2 separate regions of the Mus musculus genome follow, and region 1 is linked to region 2. A link is a contact called in public HiChIP or PLAC-seq data. All regions are on one chromosome and are shown on one strand. The core of a region is the stretch at or near the end of the contact, and the rest is flanking DNA. Distances in the headings are between cores, read along the strand shown. Region 1 overlaps Ppp1r12a (protein phosphatase 1, regulatory subunit 12A). Region 2 has its middle 100 kb from the start of Gm40754.

The links. HiChIP or PLAC-seq counts read pairs in DNA pulled down with a chosen protein or histone mark.
Region 1: a contact with region 2 is called in a RAD21 HiChIP or PLAC-seq map of pro-B cells, with 2.6 times the contacts expected there. The contact joins two enhancer-like sites. A contact is called at or near these places in 1 of 39 promoter capture datasets (liver), 1 of 15 datasets of contacts at CTCF or cohesin (pro-B cells) and 2 of 484 Hi-C or Micro-C datasets (both in nephron progenitors).

Annotation. Positions count from the first base shown.
Region 1 is chr10:108,187,823-108,193,525 of GRCm38.p6, reverse strand. The region is part of intron 1 of Ppp1r12a (protein phosphatase 1, regulatory subunit 12A); the gene reads right to left. Among named protein-coding and RNA genes, the nearest start is that of Ppp1r12a, 29 kb to the right of the region's middle. Within about 2 kb of position 1,930, at least 120 of the 459 cell types and tissues checked have an H3K27ac peak or open chromatin away from gene starts, as enhancers often do. A contact at or near this core is called in pro-B cells, where this site is marked.
Region 2 is chr10:108,057,707-108,063,758 of GRCm38.p6, reverse strand. No RefSeq gene overlaps it. Among named protein-coding and RNA genes, the nearest start is that of Gm40754, 100 kb to the left of the region's middle. Within about 2 kb of position 3,003, at least 5 of the 459 cell types and tissues checked have an H3K27ac peak or open chromatin away from gene starts, as enhancers often do. A contact at or near this core is called in pro-B cells, where this site is marked.

The DNA.
Region 1 (5,703 bases), core at 681-3,180, 130 kb before region 2:
ATCAAAAAACCATAAGCAGAGGAGAGACTAAACTACAATCAGCATATTCAACTTATAATAAAGACATCTGTCATGTTTTATTCAGTTAGTAAAGCAAAATATTTTAAAAATAAACATAAAGAACTTGTAAATGAACACCTATCACACACTAAAATTAACCTGAACTAAAATCTAAATGTCTCAATAAACTTCTCTACAATTAGAGAAGCCATTTGGGACAGAATCTCATTTTCCTACAGGAGAGACCATACAGCTGAGTTTAAAGTAAAACTAACTGGGTAACATCCTTGTATGTAACAATTATCTGAGGCAGATACCGCAAAGGTACAGTTAACACTTTTTTATAAATTTTTTTTTTGGTGAAAAAGATTTATTTTCAAAGTTTCTCCATTTAATGAAGGCTACTTAAAAAAAACACTACCACACAGGAAATATCTATTCTACAATAAATGAAGCTCTGACATTTTAAAACATGTGTATGTTTAACTCAATACAATATAAAAAATAGCAGCATAAATATATAAAGTAATTAAGGCTAAAAATCTGTTTATCCTTTTATTCTATTCATAAGTTAAAATGTTTTAACATGAAGTAATGCTAAAAGCATTATCACAAACTTGTATTATATCTGCATTTCAAATTCAGGGTGTAAATTGTTCAAAGTGTTGCCCTGAGCATTTAAAAACTACACATAAGAAACTGCCAAGGCATTCTCATAAAAATATTGTTGCTAGAAGAACCAAGAGCTAACACATGCAGCACATTAAGAGACACATGACTTGCAGACTTAAAATATTTTACTAAATTTGGTCAGTTATTGAGCCATACAAGGTAAGAAACAGAATGAATCAAATATATTTCCAAAATCTTAATAGACATGGCTTAAGTTTTTACTGACTGCACACCCAGTGAGTGTAATTACCAACAGTGAGTGGCTATGGAGACATCACCACCCTTTTAATTCCAGAGCCAGGCAGTGCAACAAACTCACGTACCTGTGATTTCTGCACTCACTGTCTTACACGTGTGCATGGGAGAAGTTGGAAAGTTTGAAAGCAGAGTTACATAAAGAGGCTACAGAAAAAGGTCAAAGCTCTAAAGACAAATTTTGTATTGAACCTGTTTAACTTTGATAATCACTAAATTGTATTGCTAAAATAGGTCAAAACCAATGTGTTTAGCAACCACATAGTTTAATGAGGTAAAAATCACAATTACAAAAACAACAGTATTTGAAATAAACTCTAATACTGTTAAATTCCTTTTTACTATATACTAAGATATTAAATCCTCCCGTTAAAATTTTCATTTTTTATATTTAAATTCAATAAAACCATTTCCATCTTTAAATTATAAAATGATATTAAGAGTGGAAAATTGCCAAATTTCTTTTAGTACCACTAAAAGAATGATTTCTAAGGGGATGGGGAGGTTTTAAGTGGTATATTAAGAGCACCTTAGAGATTCCAAACCTCCTTCAAACAGACTCCTATAAGTTTAGTCATGCAAATTATGAGGGAAAAAGCAAAGCAACTGGAAAATAGTAGTTGCATATGAACGTAATTATAGCAATTTAGCATTAAAATTTAATTACCAGCAATAATTAAAATGCTTATGCCTAATCATTAGTACCAGTTAGTGGCATGTAAAAAGACAATGTGAAAACAAAAACTCTGTATGAGTCTTATAAAGAACAAAGCCCTACTGATAGAAACAGCAGTCTGGGGGTATGCTAGGAACCAGTCCATATACCCGTGTGACACACAGTCTGTTTCAAGAGGAACTGAAATGTCATTGTCCAAGTCACGGTTTCACTCTATTTTAAAGTACAGTGAGACATTTCAAAAGAGGAACTGTGAGTTAGCCAACAAGGTCTCCAAGCAGTGTTCTTATGTTAGCACTAAGCACCCGTGGTCTTCCACCGAGGATTGACAAATGAGCCAGCGTGGGAATCTAGAGAGGCCATCGCTACATCTAACTATGAAGGCAAGGGGAGCTCTGCACTGCTGAAAGCTTAAGGTTCCTCAGCTTCTCTCTGTCCAGCCCTTTAGGAGGTGCATGGAATAAAAACCCTGCCCTTTAAAGGCCAGACAGCCAAACGATACAATGATCAGGACAGTAAGTCCCAAACAGCCACCAGAACGATGAAGTCAAAAGAAACGCCTTGTTCAGAAAAGGGAAAGTTCAGCTTACATCCCCTAGAAACCACCGGAGTGCCTGTCAAAGACAAGACACTATAGATGTGTTAGTGGAAGGAACCAGAGACGGCAAATACAGACTATTTAAAAAACAAACAAACTGATAAGAACGTTTTACAAAGCAAAACCCAAGTTTCTATGAAAAAAGTAATTTAGGCACTGCTCAAACATTCACTCAGTACTATCTGAATAAGAATACCTCAACACTGGAAGCAACAAATATCCAAAGATTAAAACATGTTCAAATCCAACTTAGTTTTCTTCCCTTTATTGATAAGGATGTAGAAAGCTGGAGTTGAAGCTAAATTTTCAGAGGATAGGTAACTTTCATTTCCAGAATTAGTAAGGAAACACCATTTCTTCAGAAACTTAAAATTCTTAGAACTATGAAATGAATCAAATTTCAGAATTATTCTCTCACTAATAAATTTTCTAATTTTGCACTCTGTACAAGTCAAAGCATGCATTTTGTAGAGCTGAAGACTAGCACTAGAGGGCACATTCTCCTTGTTTTCCTTACTGCTTAGAGGAAGGTCCACAAGTACATAATAAACACAAGAAGTGAATCACACTAAAACACTAACCTCCTTAATAAGTAGGTACTAAAGACCTAGTGTGTAAATATGTACATAAAATTATGTTCAGTACTATCTGAAAATCTCAAACATGTTGTTTTACTATAGCTTCATATATTCACAAAACCTACTATGCAATTTATGAGAAATAACAGACACGTCAGTATGTGATTAGAGCTGTGTTAAAGCAAACTGATGGTACAGAACAAATCTTACCCCAGGTCTCAGTACTACTGGACTGTGCAGAAGGCAGGAAGCAAACACAAGTAGCCATTTCTTTGATGAAACTGATTTTAGTATTCACGATTACAAACTCAGCTACAAGAATTTACTAAGTCAACTTACCAATGAGAAAACAACATTAGTTTCAGGGGAGGAAATAAAAGTGTCTACCATTTTATTCTCAAGCAATCAAAAGAAAAAATAAAACAGGCTACAGAAAAATATGCAGTCTAGTGACACAAGTCCTATCAAGGCCAAGGTGGAACTACAGAGCGTGTTCTAGACCAGGGTGAGTAAGCTTTAAAAGCCTGTCTCAGAAAGAGAACCGAGAATACAACTCAGTGGTAGAATGAACACTTGGCCTCGCATTCATTAAGCCCTGGTTTCAGTTCTTAACATAGCCAAAATTATGCATTGAGATTCAATTCTAGGCATAGATTTGACAAATGAACATAAGTCTGAATACATACCAAATGATTAACTAACAAACATCTTTAAATCACTGAACTGTTTTCAAAAATGTCTTCTGTTTACTGAGAACATAAAAGTTCTTATAGCTTTCAAAACATGTAAATCATAGATCTTTAATCATCTAATAGCTTCTAAATGCTCTTCAATGTTCAGCAGACCATAGGAAGCACAGTTTCCCCCCAATTCAACAGTTATCAAGTGTCCACTGTGGCCACAGTGTTGCCTGCTAGGAATCCAATGGTGAAGAACACAAGCTAGATTTCTGAACTCAGGAAGAAACAAATGCAAAATAAAAAGAGCTACTGTAAATTATATGGACTAAAATATTAACCTAGATTTAGGGGCACAAGGTGAGGGTGAAACAAAATCTTTCACAATGGTCCCAGCATTTCCACCTTAAGGACTTCTTAAATCTATTAAAAAAAAAAAAAACTCACTGGATTTATAAACTCCGATACCTGTGGTAACTGATTGAGAGGAACAGATGAGATGACAAGGCATAAACAGCATATTTAAAACATACTCAGTCAAGATTGTATCACAGTCCACTGAACATCTTCAAAATAGAAACACGTAAGAACAGGGGCTGGAGGGATGACTCAGGGGTTAGGAGCACTGACTGCTATTCCAGAGGACCCAAGTTTGATACCAGAACTTACATGGCAGCTGGCAACTGGCTGCCATTAGAGTTCTAGGACCCCTTTAGGCACTAGACACATACATGGTGTACAGACATATGTGTATCCCACAATAATCATACATATAAAAACCACAACAAAAGGAATCAGAAGCATTATCTTAAAGAAAAGGAAATAAATAGACCAAATGTAGTGTTCTATGCAAACAAAGAGAATGAAAAGAAAACTAACCCAAGCCTTTCAGGAGGCTGGAGGCTTCCTAGCGGCAGAGTTGAAGCCACTCTTTACTTTCAGGAGGCTGGAGGCTTCCTAGCGGCAGAGTTGAAGCCACTCTTTACTGAGCCTTCCTTCCAAACAAACACCAACCTTTCCACAGCGCTTCTGACTAGGCTAGAAGCTGTTCTGAGTACTTCACAGGGTATAAGGACTTTATCCCCATAGCACCCAATATTTAAGAACTATTATCATTATGATCACGTAATAGCTGATACCTAGCAGGACTGAGATTGAAACTCACAAGTCTGGTTCTACTACCTGTGTCTCTAACCAATAGGATATACAACTGACTAAACATTTGTTGCAGCACAAGGCACAATAATACCCCTGAACAGTGTGGTCTATGAAAACTTCAAATGAATATGCCCTACCTTGACAGGGCAGTTCACTCTAGAAACATATTCTTTCATGCTCACAAATGTGCAAAACAGGCATGCACAAAATTACCCATGAAAACCTGGTAAGTTTCAATACCTTTAAATAGTTAATTTACAGACTGTTATAGCTTGTGTCATCTTGATAAAGACCTAAACAAACCTGGTGTCTTAGTCAGGGTTTCTATCCCTGCACAAACATCATGACCAAGAAGCAAGTTGGGGAGGAAAGGGTTTATTCAGCTTACACTTCCATACTGCTGTTCATCACCAAAGGAAGTCAGGACTGGAACTCAAGCAGGTCAGGGAGCAGGAGCTGATGCAGAGGCCATGGAGGGATGTTACTTACTGGCTTGCCTCCTCTGGCTTGCTCAGCCTGCTCTCTTATGGAACCAACACTACCAGCCCAGAGATGGTCCCACCCACAAGGGGCCTTTCCCCCTTGATCACTAATTGAGAAAATGCCTTACAGCTGGATCTCATGGAGGCATTTCCTCAACTGAAGCTCCTTTCTCTGTGGTAACTCCAGCTGTGTCAAGTTGACACAAAACTAGCCAGTACACCTGGGAAGAGAATCTCAGTTGAGGAATTACCGCCGTCCAAATGCTCTGTAGGTATCGTCTTGGGCGCTAATTGATGTGGGAGGGCATTATGGACCATTCCTAGGTGTAGGATGTACCAAAGAAAAGAAAAGTAAGAGCAAGACAGTAAGCAGCATTCCTCCAAGGACTTTAGATCAGTTCATGTCCCCAGGTTTCTGCCTTGGATTCCCCTTCAGCCATGGACTTGCTCTGTAAGGCAAGTAAGCCTGCTCCTCCAAGTTGCTTTTGGTCATAGCGTTTCTCACAAATGACGGAGAATCAAACTAGAACATATCTGTCATCAATGAAGAACTAATTTATGGAGTAATTTAAAATAAATTCAGACATATTACCAAGTGAAAATCATA
Region 2 (6,052 bases), core at 1,754-4,253:
TTACCATATGGCAATTACGCTCAGCAATGGACTTCCTTGTGATGTTTTCATATGCAGTCATGGATTTCAGTCATGTTCACCCACCCGTTACCTACCTCCATGTTGCTCTCATTCCCACAAATCCACTTCCACTTCACAACACATTTTTTTTTTTTTTTGGTGAGCCAATGGCATTCATTAATAAGATCTCTCACAGAGCATGCATTTTAAAAGACTTTTTTATTTTTTATTTTTGATGTACACTACACTGGGGCTCTGCCCACAAATATACCTGTGCACCGTGCACATGCCAGGTGCCCGAGAACTCTAGATGAAGGTGTCAGCTCACCCTAGACTGGAGGTACAGATTGCTGCGAGCTGCCCTGGGGGTGGGGGTGGGGGGTGGACGGGGTGCTGGGACTTGAACCTCGGTCCTCTGGAAGAGCCGGTCCTTTGAATCACTGAGTCATCTCTCTAGCCTCACAGGAACATGAGTAGAAATTTGTTTACAGGAGCATGTGTGCCATATCAATAAATACTTCATAGAAGAAAATCTCTCCCCTCCCTCAGGGATGGTTGAGGTCCCATTAGCACCTCCCCTCCCATAACAGAATGCTGATGGGCCCAATCTTTTTATTTATCTGTTTTTACATATTCCCCTCTCCATCTCCCCAACTCCTTCTGTTACCGATTTCTATTCTCCCATCCCTTTGTGCCCACCCAAATTTGAGATTACTTTTCTCTCCCCTGCCTTGGAATCCAGTTTGTGTTGCTCAGCTATTCCTGGGAGCACTATCTGCTTTTGGATGTGGTCAACTCATCAAGGGGACACATCAGTCTACAACAGCCATCAAATGCCAACAGCTCTCCAGTTAGTGGTAGGATTTTGTTGCCACCTCTCCATCTCTAGGATGGGAATCGCCCCCCCCCCCCCCCCCCCCGGCTGGAGTTTGTTCGGGTCTTGCGCATGCTGTCATGGTAACTGGGAGTTCATGTGTCATTGTCCTGTTCTGTTTGGAAAACACGGTTTCCTTGATGTTATCAGGCACTTACAGCTCTGCAGTCTTTCCACCCCCTCTTCCGTATAGACCTCCGAGCCTTGAGGGAAGAGCCGTGATATGAACGTTCCATTAGAGCTGAGCACTCCACAGTCTTTTATTGTCCTCTGTGATGGACACAATCTTACGGAGATCTCATGCAGGTAATTACAGATGCTGGGAGTTCAAGAGTGCAACAGCCATGCGGTGCCTGCAAGTCACTGTCCTGTATGTGGGCGACCACCTTCCTCTGGCTTTTGTAGAGTCTCCACCCTTTCCTCTGTGATGTTTCCAGAGCCTTGGGAGGGGTTTTGTAGACGTGTTGCTTATGTCTGGGCCTTCAGCAGTCATTTATTCCCTGTGCTTTGACCAATTATCAGTCTCTACAATCATCACTGATCATCATTTAAGCTTCTCTGATCAAAGCTGACAGCCATGCTAATTAAGGACCATAAATATAGTTATTTAGAAGGCCGTTTGACAGACACAGCATGTCTATTTAGCAATACAGCAGCAGGGGCTCTGTCACCCAGGGCCTAGGACATTCTCAGCCACTGGCTTCCGACCAGGTTTAGAGTACCAATTGTGAATGTCCTCCTGTGGGATAGGCATCAAATACAACTGGGAAGTGGCCTGTTAGCCCTGGAACAGACTCGGCATGGTTTCGGCAGGAGGCTCATCTTTCCTGAATGACTGGTAGAGCTGGGCACAGTTCTCCCTCAGAAGCCTGCACAGTGAGAGCTAGCCAGCTGGGATGAAGCCTCCAGTCCAGTCCCAGCTTGGTTTCTCTGAGTCTTACAATCAGAGCATGTGGCGAGCTCAGCAATAAGGTCTGACCAACTGTCCTGGAAAACAACCAACCGCAGGAGCAATGCAACTGTATCATTTGTGTGTGTGTGTGTGTGTGTGTGTGTGTGTGTGTGTGTGTGTGTCTGTGTGTGCTCAGATGACTCCTCTGCCAATGGCTTGTAGGGTGTAACCCAGTCCTAGCCCTGAGGTTTCCACTCAGTGAAGCATGGCTTCTGGGAGCAGCTTTATTTACCCAGAAGGACATATCACTTCAGTCTTTATTATTATTATTATTATTATTATTATTTAGATTACAATGCACCAGAATACTGTATGCCATTTTCACTGCTCATTAGTTTTAGTTGCTCCACTACTCATTCCTTCTCTTCTTCATCTCTCTGCTTCCCTCTTTGCTTAATCCTTCCTATTCCATGTATTCTTTCTTCCAGTTAACGCCCTGCTTTAAGAATCCCCCTTTCCCCCACAGTCCCCTACTTACTCTTCTAGGCTTTACTTGCTGATTCTAACATAGATGCACATAAAGAAAAGTTAGGAGGTAACATATTCAAATGTATATGTCTGTTTTATCTTGGGTTACATAATTAATATATTTCAATCTAATAATTTCCTGCAAATTTACATATACTTTTATAAAAAAGGGATATGTATTTATATACAATATATATAAATTTAATATATACATATATATACTTAATTTTCATTATTCACTTTCTTTTCTTGCTATTGTGAAGAGAGAGGCAATAAACATGCGTGTACAAGCACCTCTGTGGTTTCATATAGTCCTTACAAATATTATAGTATATAATTATCATAAAAACCATTTAAGACAAATGGCATTTATTTTCTAGTTTTCTAGATTTGTATGACAAGCCACAAGCTGGTTTAGAGGCAAAAACAAGTGCACCAAAATAAGATTATATGGACTAAACAGATTGTATTTATGTCTTTAGGAACACACATGCGTATATATAACGGCCCTTGGCAAATAAGCACACTATGAATTTTAAAAAGAGCAAGGAGGAATAAATGGGAGGTCTTGGAGGGAGGAAGGGGAAATGATGTAATTATAACCTCAAAAAATGAAAAGAATAAAGAAAGAAACTGGCAGAACTAGAGTAGGAACCATCGAAGCCTATGATCTTAACAACTTTGTCAGGCACATTGCTGTGCCGTCATCCTGTCAGTAGAGGGGTGTCTCTATGAGGCAGATCATTGAACTGTAATTTTCTATATTTAGATTTCCTCTATACAACAGACATGTGTTGAAAATGTCAAGGAAAGCACAGAATTATTTTGCCTGCTCTGGTATGTTCCCACCACCATTCCTGTGTTGGCTTCCTCACCCCAATGGTAGTGGTCCAGCTGCGAGGCTTCTGCTGGTTCCAAGTGCAGAGCACTCGTGGATGATGTCAGGACTTTTATGAAAGAGACCTCAGGCATATGCCCCACGGACTCTATGTCTTTGCACCCCATTTTCAGAGTGCTTTAGACTAAGTGGATTTCATTAAATTCATTTCAGAACCAGTATATTTAATTACAGTATTTTTACTATGTCCTTTCTCATGCACTTTCTAAGGAGAGCATTCTGAGCAGTCTTTAACTTGGCCACATTCCATTTTCTCTATTATCCTATAAATCATATCCTACGGCTCTCCTATTTTATTTCCTTCTGTCACTTCACATAACATCATGTCTTTAAATTAAATTAAATATATATGAGAATATTTTCTATGTTATGTTTTCCAGTGAATTATTATTGAGGCTTAGGAATATATGTCACTTTTTATATACCGTTTTTTAATCCTCAAGTCTTTGGATTCTTAAAATTCTGGTAGATGAATATAGTGATTCTTGAGTCTTCTGACTTGACAGCTTTAACTTCTACAAAAACTGTCAGTGTTTCTAATATTTATAGCAAAAATTATTGACTTGAATTCATTCACATTACACTGAAAATTCCAACAGGAAGCAGTTGTGGCCATCGTTGTCTTTCTGGTTGTCAGTTAAAGAAATGATTTCTCAAATTCACCACTGAGTCACTTTATAAAGTGACAACTTTATCCATAGATGACATGACTACTTGGAGACACTGCTGCTGTTGCTCAGGCAAGCTCTCAGACTGATTGGCTCCAGAGATTCCCCTTCTGTCGCCCGAGCATCAGGACTATGCTGCCTATGTCTGTGAGGCAGTGCTCTGAAGGGTTAAGGCCTAGGAGTAGGCCAGTCTGTCTTGCTTTCAACCCTAGCTCTGTCACTCACACTGTGTTACACGAGGCAAATAATCTCTCCCTCAGTTTCCTCATTTTTAATAAGGGATGACAGCACTTACATAATGGGCTTTTAGCAGAAATATTGAGTCAATGCATACAAAATCCTAAAAACACAAAAAACCAACAATCAACCAACCAACCAAAAAGCCAAACAGGTATGCTACATGCATGCTATGAGTTCTTTTTATTGTAAAAAAACTGATACACAAACATTAAATTTCTTCTGAAATATCTCATTTTAATCAACATTGCAATATTATGATATTATGTTATGTTATAAACATAATCACATTATAGCCTTTAAATTCTTTTTTTTTAATTAGTTATTTTGCTTATTCATTTTACAATCCTGATTCCAGGCTTCCTCCTTCTTCACCTCCCAGTCCCACCTTCACATCCTCCCCTCCTCAGAAAAGGGGAGGCCCCCATGGGTAGCATCTCTCTTTGGAACATCAAGTCACAGGAGGACTAGGCACGTTCTCTCCCACTGATGCCAGCCAGACAAAGCAGCCCAGGTAGGGGAAAGGGATCCAAAGGCAGGTAACAAAGTCAGAGTCAGTCCCTGCTTCAATTGTTAGGGAACCCACATGAAGACCAAGCTACACATCTGCTACTACGTGTAGGGGGCCTAGTTCCAGCCCGTGCATGCTCTTTGGTTAGTGATTCAGTCCCTGTGAGTTTCCATGGGCCCAGGTTAGTTGACTCTATAGGTCTTCTTGTGCTGTCTTTGACCCTCCAGCTCCATTAAGTCTTCCTCCCCCTCTTCCTATGACTCTCTAAGACTCTGCCTAATGTTTGACTGTGAATATCTGTATCTGTTTCTCTCAGCTACTGGATGAAGCCTATCAGAAGACAGTTATGCTAGATTCCTGTCTGCAAGCATAGCAGGGATCATTAATTGTGCCATGTTCCTCTTCCGTGGGATGGGTCTCAAGTTGGGCCAGATATCGGTTGGTCATTCCCTCAATATCTGCTCTAGCTTTATCACTAAACATCTTTTAGGCAGTACAAATTTTGAGTCTAAAGTTTTGTGGAAGTGTTGATGTCCCCCTCCCTCTACTACAAGTCTTGTCTGGGTACAGGAGGTGGCCACTTCAGGCTCCATATCACTCTGCTGTTAGGAGTCTCAGCTAGGGTCACCACCATAAACTCCTGGGAGCCTCTCCCACCCCAGGTCTCAGGCCCATGCCAGAGGTGATCCCTACTGATTTCTATTCTCTCTCCCAACGCTTTATCCCCACCCCTAACCCCGTGCTCTCCCCACATATGAGCCTTTAAATTCTTCAAGTAAGTCATGCACAATTATGAGTTTTAAAAACATTTAGTTATTTTCTTTTGTTTTTTTTTTTTTTCTTGTTTTTTGAGACAGGATTTCTCTGTGTAGTTCTAGCTGTCCTGGAACTCACTCTGTAGACCAGGCTGGCTGCAAACTCAGAAATCCACCTGCCTCTGCCTCCCAAGTGCTGGGATTAAAGGTGTGCACGACCAGGCCCGGGAGTTATTTTCTATTCCGTATTGTATGAAAGTTCTAAGACAACCAAGCAAGAAGAGTAAACAAAAGGACTGTAAATTAGCAAAGAAGAGGTACAATTATATGCAAAGTAACAGTATTATATACAGAAATGATAAGGCAGGCACACACACACACACACACACACACACACACACAACCTCATAGGGTTAGTAAGTCAACATCAAATTCTGCAATGTTGAAGACTTCAGGAATCAATATATGAAATTGATTGTGTTCCTACACACCAACATTAAAGAATCAAGGCTTTGCCAGAGCACCTGGGGGAGCCATCCTGGTTCCTGGATCCCGCCAAGAGTAGTATGCACAGGTGAGAGTGTGGACTACAGAAGCTAACAGCTTCTGGGACATGCAGAAGCCACAGAGCTTCTGAGGCAGACTCCTTTTTGGGCTCCAGATATCCGGGCACTTTCCCTGCCAGAGGA